Regions from separate parts of the Hordeum vulgare genome. Here region 2 is linked to region 1. A link is a contact called in public Hi-C data. All regions are on one chromosome and are shown on one strand. The core of a region is the stretch at or near the end of the contact, and the rest is flanking DNA. Distances in the headings are between cores, read along the strand shown. Region 1 holds the start of LOC123425720 (histone-lysine N-methyltransferase SETD1B-like). Region 2 holds the start of LOC123425721 (equilibrative nucleotide transporter 3-like).

Region 1 (3,945 bases), core at 600-3,099:
TCAAATGGTATAGCACGCAAAGCCTACAGCAGAAAATGATTCATGAACTCAAGCAAATTTATGTCCCTCTCAGTCCCAACTCTTCTGCATCCACTAAATCACCAGATATGATGCAAACCTAAACCTCGACCAATCATTCTTCTACTGCCTCCATCCCATAATATAAGATGTTATTACAACCAACATGTGAGTATATCGGTTGTAATAACATCTTATTTGTGGGACAGATGGAGTAGTTAATCAGGGTAACCAAGTTATCATAGTTGAAAGCATGCATAAAGTCATTAATTCAGCAAGGCAACCAAGCAGGCAAATAATACCACTGACAAAGAATGAAAACCTAACCATTTATTGATGCAGCTGTTGCAGAAGTACTTGTTTTCACAGTTCTTGCACTTGACAACGCGTGCTACCTTCTTCAACCCACAACGGTGGCATGACATCTGTGCTGCCTTTGCTTTACTCATTGCATGAGGAACGACCTAGATCCATACAAAAATCAGCAATAAGAACAGGTTCAGCACAAAATTACACAATGCAAATCAAACTATCAATCAAGAATATTGAATGATTAGCTAGGTGACCTTCACAGGGCCAACAGGCACTGGCTCAGCATTCTTGGAACGGTAGCACCGCCGGAGTGGTGCGGGAATATCCACTCCAACCTTTGTAGTCACAGGGGAGCCTAGCGGCCCACTGCTCCCCGGTGAAATTGTCATCAATCCATTAGGGAGATCCCTTGTGGCCTTTGGTGATTCTGGCGCCAGATTTAAGCGCTTTCTTCCCTTTCTCTTGTTCTTCTTTTGCCGTTGGAGAGCCACGGCAAGGACCTCCCCATCGGCTGGCGGTTTCTTGCCCTTGCTAGCCTTGGCATAATGATACTCGCAAAAGCTGACAGTGGGGAGTGCACGAGCTGAGCAGCGCCACTTCTTACCATCACTTCTGCGGCACCGGAGGTTATCCGGCAGTGGCGGAGGAGAATCGCCACGTTCTCCTGCTTTGCGACGCCGGCGCCGACGTGAAGGCAGAGGGGTCTCCTCTTCCTCGTCATCCTCAGTAGGCGGGTCGGGTTTGACCACTCGCTTGCGGCGGCGGCTACGGGCTGGAGGAGAGGGGGGAGGGGATTCCTCCAGAGCGTCAGGCTCGGCATCAGTACCCTCACCTTCGGCTTCAGAATCCGCATCTACGTTCTCGCCACCAACCTCAGCGGCGTTGTCGCCGTCTGTGCCGGCGGCTTCTTCTTCGTCCTCGCCAACAGTCCCGGCAGCTTCCTCTCCACTCCCGCCGTCGGTCCGAGCGGCTTGCTCTTCATTCTCGCCGTCGGTTTCCTCTGCCTCCGCTTCTGGATCGGCTTCTCGGGCACCTGCCTTGCGCTCAGAGTCGCTCTGGGCGGCTTCCTCTTCGACCTTGGCCTCCGCCGCCTCGACCTTGGTCCCCGCATCTGCACCATTGGCTTCAGGTTCGGCGACCATCTCCTCGGCCTTGGTTGCGCCAGCTTCCTCTTCATGCTCCGCATCCATCTCCTCGGCCTTGGTATCGGCGGCTTCCTCCTTGGAGGCCTCGCCGTCCGTATCGTCAGCTCCGCTCTCAGCGGAGTCCTCGTTGGAGTTGCCGTCGTCGGCCTCGTCTTCGGACATGGCGTCGACCGCGGTCTCCACGGGCTCGGCGTCGCTGGCTTCGGAGTCGGGCTGGCCCCCGGCCCCTCCCTTAGAGCGGCGCGGAGGCATGGCGGCGGCGGCGGCGCGGGGCTAGGGTTCCGGCGAGGGATTTGGAGGGGATTGGGGAGATCGGAGCGGGGGTCAGTGCGGGTTACTGGTTCTGCGAGGGGGCTCTCCTCGATAGAGGGGGTGGGTTAAGGGGGTGTCAATGTGGGTCCCGCCCTCCGTGGGAGAGCGTCACAGGGTCGTCTCACGAGGCGGGGGAGGAGCGTCCGCGTCGGATACGAAAGTTTTTTTTTTTTTTTGAGGATTACGAAAGCTTTAATTGGAAGGTTATTATTACTCCTCTAAAAAAAGAAATAAAAGAAAGCTAGTTAATGTCAAAAGGAATGGAGACAGGGAAGGCGTCTGTGTCGTTCGATGGTCACTGCACGGGTGAGATCGTGTTGCGTGTATTTATTGTTGGGTATTTTTAGGGGTGAGCTGGATCGCGTTGGCGGTCCATTAAAGATCTCTCTGTTATGGAACATGGGCCCTCATTCACAAGGGTTCAGCCCATTCCCTGCTGCATGCAAGGCCCGGTCCAGCCGTCCAGGGAAGCTACAGCAAAATTACCTCACCATTCCGACACACTACGAATTTGATAACGTTACCCTCTGTGCTTGAAATAAAACAAAATAATAACGTAACCGTTAAAAAATTTCATCTCCAATTTATTTCATGTGAATTTTTATCTTTTATTTTCATTTTATATAATTAATTTTCATGTAAGTTTTTCCCTTCTCTTTCATGTACTCCCTCCGTACCTAAATATAAGTTTTTTAAGATATTTCACTAGGTGTCTACATACAAAACAAAATGAGTAAATCTATACTCTAAAGTATGTCTATGTACATCCGTATGTAATCCATTAGTGAAACATCTAGAAAGACTTATATTTAGGAATGGAGGAAGTATTGCGTAGACGTTTGCGCTTTTCATTTTTGTTTTTTCTGACAAGTCCTTTCTATTCTCGGTAAACATATTTATTCGAGGTGCCACTTTCATCAATAACATTTACTCATTCCTGTCCTTTATACTACGCATATAAGATTTGTGTCAAGTGAAACTTTACAAAGTTTAATCAAATTTATATTAAAAAATATTATCATCTACGATACCAAGTATGCGTAATATGAAACTACGTTCCATAAGAATCTAATGATATTGATTTGGTATTATAAATATTGATATTTTTTGTTATAAGTTTGTTCAAATTAAAGATGCTCTCACTTACAATTTTGGATTTTTTTTTATTTTGTTTCTTAAACAGTTACTTTTTCATTGTAGTCATTTTCTATCGTTGTATTTAGCAATAGTCTACATTTTGACATTATGGATCCATATAAGCGGTTGGATGCTCTATTTAGAAACACCACTCGTTAGTTGCAAGCTTAGGGTCAGCATTGGGTTGGCAGTGTTCAAATGCAAATTGTGTGGTATTTTTTTTGGCTAGAGGTGGCTCGGGAGACCCATGTTCTCTCTAACATGGGAGTTTAGATGTGTGTTACCCTTAAACATTATGTTCTTGGACTTCCAGGAACGTGCTATTGCTAAAAAACGTTTGAGGATTTTGTGGTTAACGAAAGGGGAAGCCAACATGGATTCGTTTCGCGCTTTTCAAATTGATGAGATGCAAAAAAGTCTTCTTCCCTTTGATCATTTTGGTTCGGCAAGTGATTGCAGATGATCAACCGGGTAAAGGAAATGTGCTTCCTAATCTGCATGAGGACCTCCTTGGCAAGTCGGTGGTTCGAGATTTCATGCTAGATTTTGAGGCTTTGGGTGCGATACATCTTCAACGTATCAATAATGTATGAAGTATTGATGTCATATTTACATGTGTTTACAATACTTTTATATGGATTTGATGCACTTTATATGTTCCAATTATAACTAAAACGGACTCGCGTTGTTTTCAACAGAATTATCGTGGTGTTGTTTTTATGTAGGAAATAGAAGTTCTCATAATCGCCGGAAACTTTTATCGGTTTTTTCTAGACAATATGAGAAATACCGAAGCGAAGAACCACCAGAGGGGGGGCACCTGCTGGCCACAACCTAACAGGGCACCCCCTGATAGCTTGTGGGCCCCTCATGGCTCTGGTTTGATGTGAATCCAATGCTGAGAAATCCTATAGATCTAGAAACCTCCTAAAGTTAACCTAAAACTTCCACTCCGTCGCCACAAGCCTTTATACCGAATAAAACTCATATGGAGCCCTATTCCGGCACCCTACCGGAGGAG
Region 2 (3,945 bases), core at 446-2,945, 450 kb before region 1:
ACATACGGAGCAAAATGAGTGAATCTATACTCTAAAGTATGTCTATATACATCCGTATGTAGTCCATTAGTGAAATCCCTAAAAAGACTTATATTTAGGAACGGAGGGAGTAATTCTTAATTTGCCCAAACAGTCCAAGCAAATCCAGAAGGACACTTTAGCTTATATAGAAAGAAGTGATAGAATTATGCTACTAAGTACTACTGGCTTCATTCAGATCATCAATTAAATAATCTATTGCAACATTCAGAGAAAGGAGACGAGACACATTTTTGCATACAGATTTCAATCAAAAATATCAAGTGAGTTTCACAAACAAACACATACCGGGAACAGAGAGACATAGTAATCCTCGATAGTAAGCATACTGTTCCAGGCAAATAAGCTTCCATTTCCCAAGAAAAAACAAACAACTATACCCCAGAACTTCCCCTGCCAGACACAGCCAAAAGTAGCAGCAGTCAGCACAAAACACTCAAATCAAAGTTGAGAACAGTGCAATAACCATCAGATGAACTTGCAGAAAGAAAGAAAATACCTTAACTGCAGCTTCCCCGCCACCTGCCACCTCGAGGCCCATGATAACCAAGTTCACCTGTCCAATCAAAGCAGGCAGCACTGCAAAGAGTTGTATGTAACTGGTTCAGAAATCAGGACTGAAAAAGGCGTGAAACTGGGTTTCAACACCTGAAGATTTCGTTCGTCAGAGTTTCAGAGAAAGAAGTGGACGTCTGCGCAGCCCAAGCAAAGACTTTGGCTCGACGACACAGTTCATTGCAATATGCTAGACACTTGGACACAACAAGAAACTAATTCATTTCTATAAAAAAACAAGAAACTAATTTCGGTATCCGACTTCATAGAAGTGTCCAAATCCGCAGGTATCTAAAACTGGAGTCTGAACCTTCACGGGCACCAATTCCCCAGTCACCTGTAGTAGTAGGAATCCGGGCATCGAGACCAAAAAAGTGGCCAATTCACGCCATGAATCCGATTTAGCGCCGTCAGGATTGGAGCCGTGCCATCTTCGTCTCGGCGGTGGTCTTCTTTGGGAACTCCATTACGGAGTGAACGCAGATCGGCCTCGTGCGAACACGACCGAACGATGATGGCCGGACTACGGAGTACGGACAGCACGCGGCAACCAATTCGGCAAGTAATAGCGCATTGATTTGGGATATATGATTCCTCGCTGCCGGAGAAAAGAAAGAATCGATCCCCAAGAAACCCGTGAAAGAAAATAACAACCCATCCAACTCCAATCAAACCACTAGGATTACTTGCCGAAAAAAAAAAAGAGAAACCAATCCAAGAGAGTCCAGTACCAGCCGGCCTCGTTTGTTGGACCCCGTCGCCGTCGGGTTGGAGGACAAAAAAAAGGAAGGCTGTGATGGGATGAGGAACTCGGGGAAGAAGAGGCAGGTTACGGGAGAGCAGAGCACTGACCGGAGGGAGGAGGAGCAACCACGGAGCGCGCGGCGGCCGGCGGTGGCGGCCAAGGGCGTGGAGAGGAGGCGGGATCTGTGTGGGCTTGTGGACCGTGCGGCCGTATATATAGTAGCTGTTGAGATTTACGAATGTCAGTTGAGATTTACGTGGGAATCTTTTAACTTTCGTTGACAGCTCGTTGGGGGGAATCTTTGAGTATCCTCCTCAGGCTAACGTGTATGACGTGCGGGCACCGGGATCAGTCGGCGCATGAGTTCATCCATCTGGGAGAAATCTTAAACGGAGACGACTTTATTTGGATAGGAAAGTCGGACGGCGTAGCCGTTCAGACGGTCTGTCCTGCACGTGTTCCCACTACGAGTCCACACCGGAGCGGGTCTGTGGAATTATTTTAATACTCTCCCTCCGTTCCTAAATACGGAGTATAAGTTTTTTAAAAGATTTTACTAAGAAACTATCCGAATATATTTAGACATACTTTAAAATATAGATTTATTCATTTTACTTCGTATGCAGTCTTTTATTGAAATTTAAAAAAAAACTTATATTTAGTAAGGACGGGAGTACTAAAAAGGGATCGGTGTGTTGCAACTTGCAACGGATGAGAAAAATACTACAATTCTTAACCCAACAATCATGACCTTAGACTCATATATTGCTCCGCTCATAGTAACACACTTCAATGTTGATGGTTTGTGCAAGCGAGAGCGTGCATGCTCCTTCCGCCGTTTGCCACTCCGGCGTCGGTGTCCACCCCCCGCTGCTGGTCACTCCGACCCCAGCGGCCACCTAAATCCCTCATCTTCCGATGGCTCTCCTCCCTTTCGGGCCGTCCTTCTCCCTGCTCGTGCTCATGGCGGCGAGCCCGTGTTCAGTCACCTCCTCCTCCCGTCGGTCTGGGGAGCGGTCGGTGGTATCGGGCCTCAGCCTCTCGTCGAGCTCCGATGGCTCGAAGGCCCGCGTCCCCCCGTCGTTGGTGGATCCCGTCCGTGAACCGCCGCCTGTTGTGGCTTCTGTGCAGTAGATCTGGACGCAGCCGTCGCCATCAAAGAAGTAGTTGTGGAGGAGGCGTCGTTGATTTGGCGAGTCCGCGATGCACGGCGCTCCGCCTGCTCGCGAGTGGAGCAAGGTTTCGCCGGAGATGGAGAGCCTCTACTTTCATTGCTTCGAGGAAGAGCACTTTCGCATGGACTGTACCAATCCCATGGTGTGCTTCCATTGAGGCAACCCGAGACACGGCTCCAAGGAATGCAAATGGCCTCACATCCCGTCCACGGAGGAAGAGCTTCAGCGTGAGGTGGCGGCTCGGGTGACTGGCCAGGACAAGGCACCGTCATGTCTCCCCGTGGGTAGGGATCCTATCCTGACACCTCCGCCGCCTTCGTGCCCGGCGCGGTTGAGGAATGGCCGCGTCTGTGCATCCCGCGTCTCGTGTGTGCGGTTCATGAAGAACTCGCCCCCATCAGAGATGTGCATCGCCCGACGCACCCGTTCCATGGCGGACTTAGAGGAAACACTGCAATTTTCGATGGTGGCTTTTGCGGGTGGTGCTCGGCATGACATCATGTTGGAGTTCGTGAGGGAGGCATTAACGGTGGTGGTCGGAATCGAGCCTGAATGGACCTCCTTTCACTCCTTCCGGCCGGAGTATTTCCTGATCGTTTTCTCCCGCTAGGATCACCGCAACTTGGTCACTACATGGCCTTTCATCGAGCACCGTGGCATCCGTCTATTCTTCAGGCAGTGGAATCGCCAAGCCCAAGTCGTTCACTCTGCATTCAATTTCAAGGTTGAGCTGGTTCTAGAGGGAATCCCATCGCATGCCTCAGATCGTGGTGTAGCTGAGGACCTGCTGGGCTCTTCATGTATGGTTGACACTGTGGCGCCGGAGAACTGCGCCAGGAGTGACCTCACGGCTTTCAAGCTTTTATCTTGGACGGCGGATCCTGACGGCATTCCCTCGCTCTATTGGCTCGCCAGACCGAAGCAGGGTTTGGTTGTGCCTTTGTTCGAGCCTACTCTTCTGCAGTACAGGGTTCTGATTCACATTCACAAGGTCTCAAACTATGGCGCTTGGGAAGAGCCTATGTTCTTGGCAGAGTGGTGTGCCTTTGGATGGGCGAATCAACGGTGTCATGGTTGCCGGCGGCGCTCCGGTGCGCTTGTCATGGCAGTTTGGCATCAGAGACGTGCGTCGTGGGGGTGACGACAGGGGCGTGCTCGTGTCGGAGCTGTTGGCCCGTCGTTGAGGGGAGCGGTTGATGCCTGGCGCCTTCCAGTCATGGAGGACTGTACGGAGGTGTCAACGATGGGGCTTGCTTTACACGTCAAAGATAGCCTTTCGGTCAGAACCTCAGCTTTTGACCGCTTGACCACTACCAATGGACCAGTGCGTGGTTCAGGAGGATCCCCAAGTTCAAATCAACCAACCGCAGTCACGAAAAGTGGAGACAATGCGATGTCCGGGAGGCAGGAGTGCATTCAGATAGTGACACC

What was found. A called contact is a pair of places that touch in the nucleus more often than the background predicts.
Region 2: a contact with region 1 is called in a Hi-C map of leaf, with 2.8 times the contacts expected there. The contact joins the promoter of LOC123425721 here to the promoter of LOC123425720 in region 1. A contact is called at or near these places in 4 of 6 Hi-C or Micro-C datasets (leaf and seedling) and 1 of 1 datasets of contacts at active chromatin or transcription factors (embryo).

Annotation. Positions count from the first base shown.
Region 1 is chr2H:173,927,234-173,931,178 of MorexV3_pseudomolecules_assembly, reverse strand. It overlaps LOC123425720 (histone-lysine N-methyltransferase SETD1B-like), which reads right to left and starts at 1,849. Exons shown (of 6, transcript XM_045109429.1): 1 at 585-1,849; 2 at 346-482. The coding sequence starts at 1,727.
Region 2 is chr2H:174,372,901-174,376,845 of MorexV3_pseudomolecules_assembly, reverse strand. It overlaps LOC123425721 (equilibrative nucleotide transporter 3-like), which reads right to left and starts at 1,695. Exons shown (of 10, transcript XM_045109430.1): 1 at 1,447-1,695; 2 at 539-618; 3 at 328-432. The coding sequence starts at 580.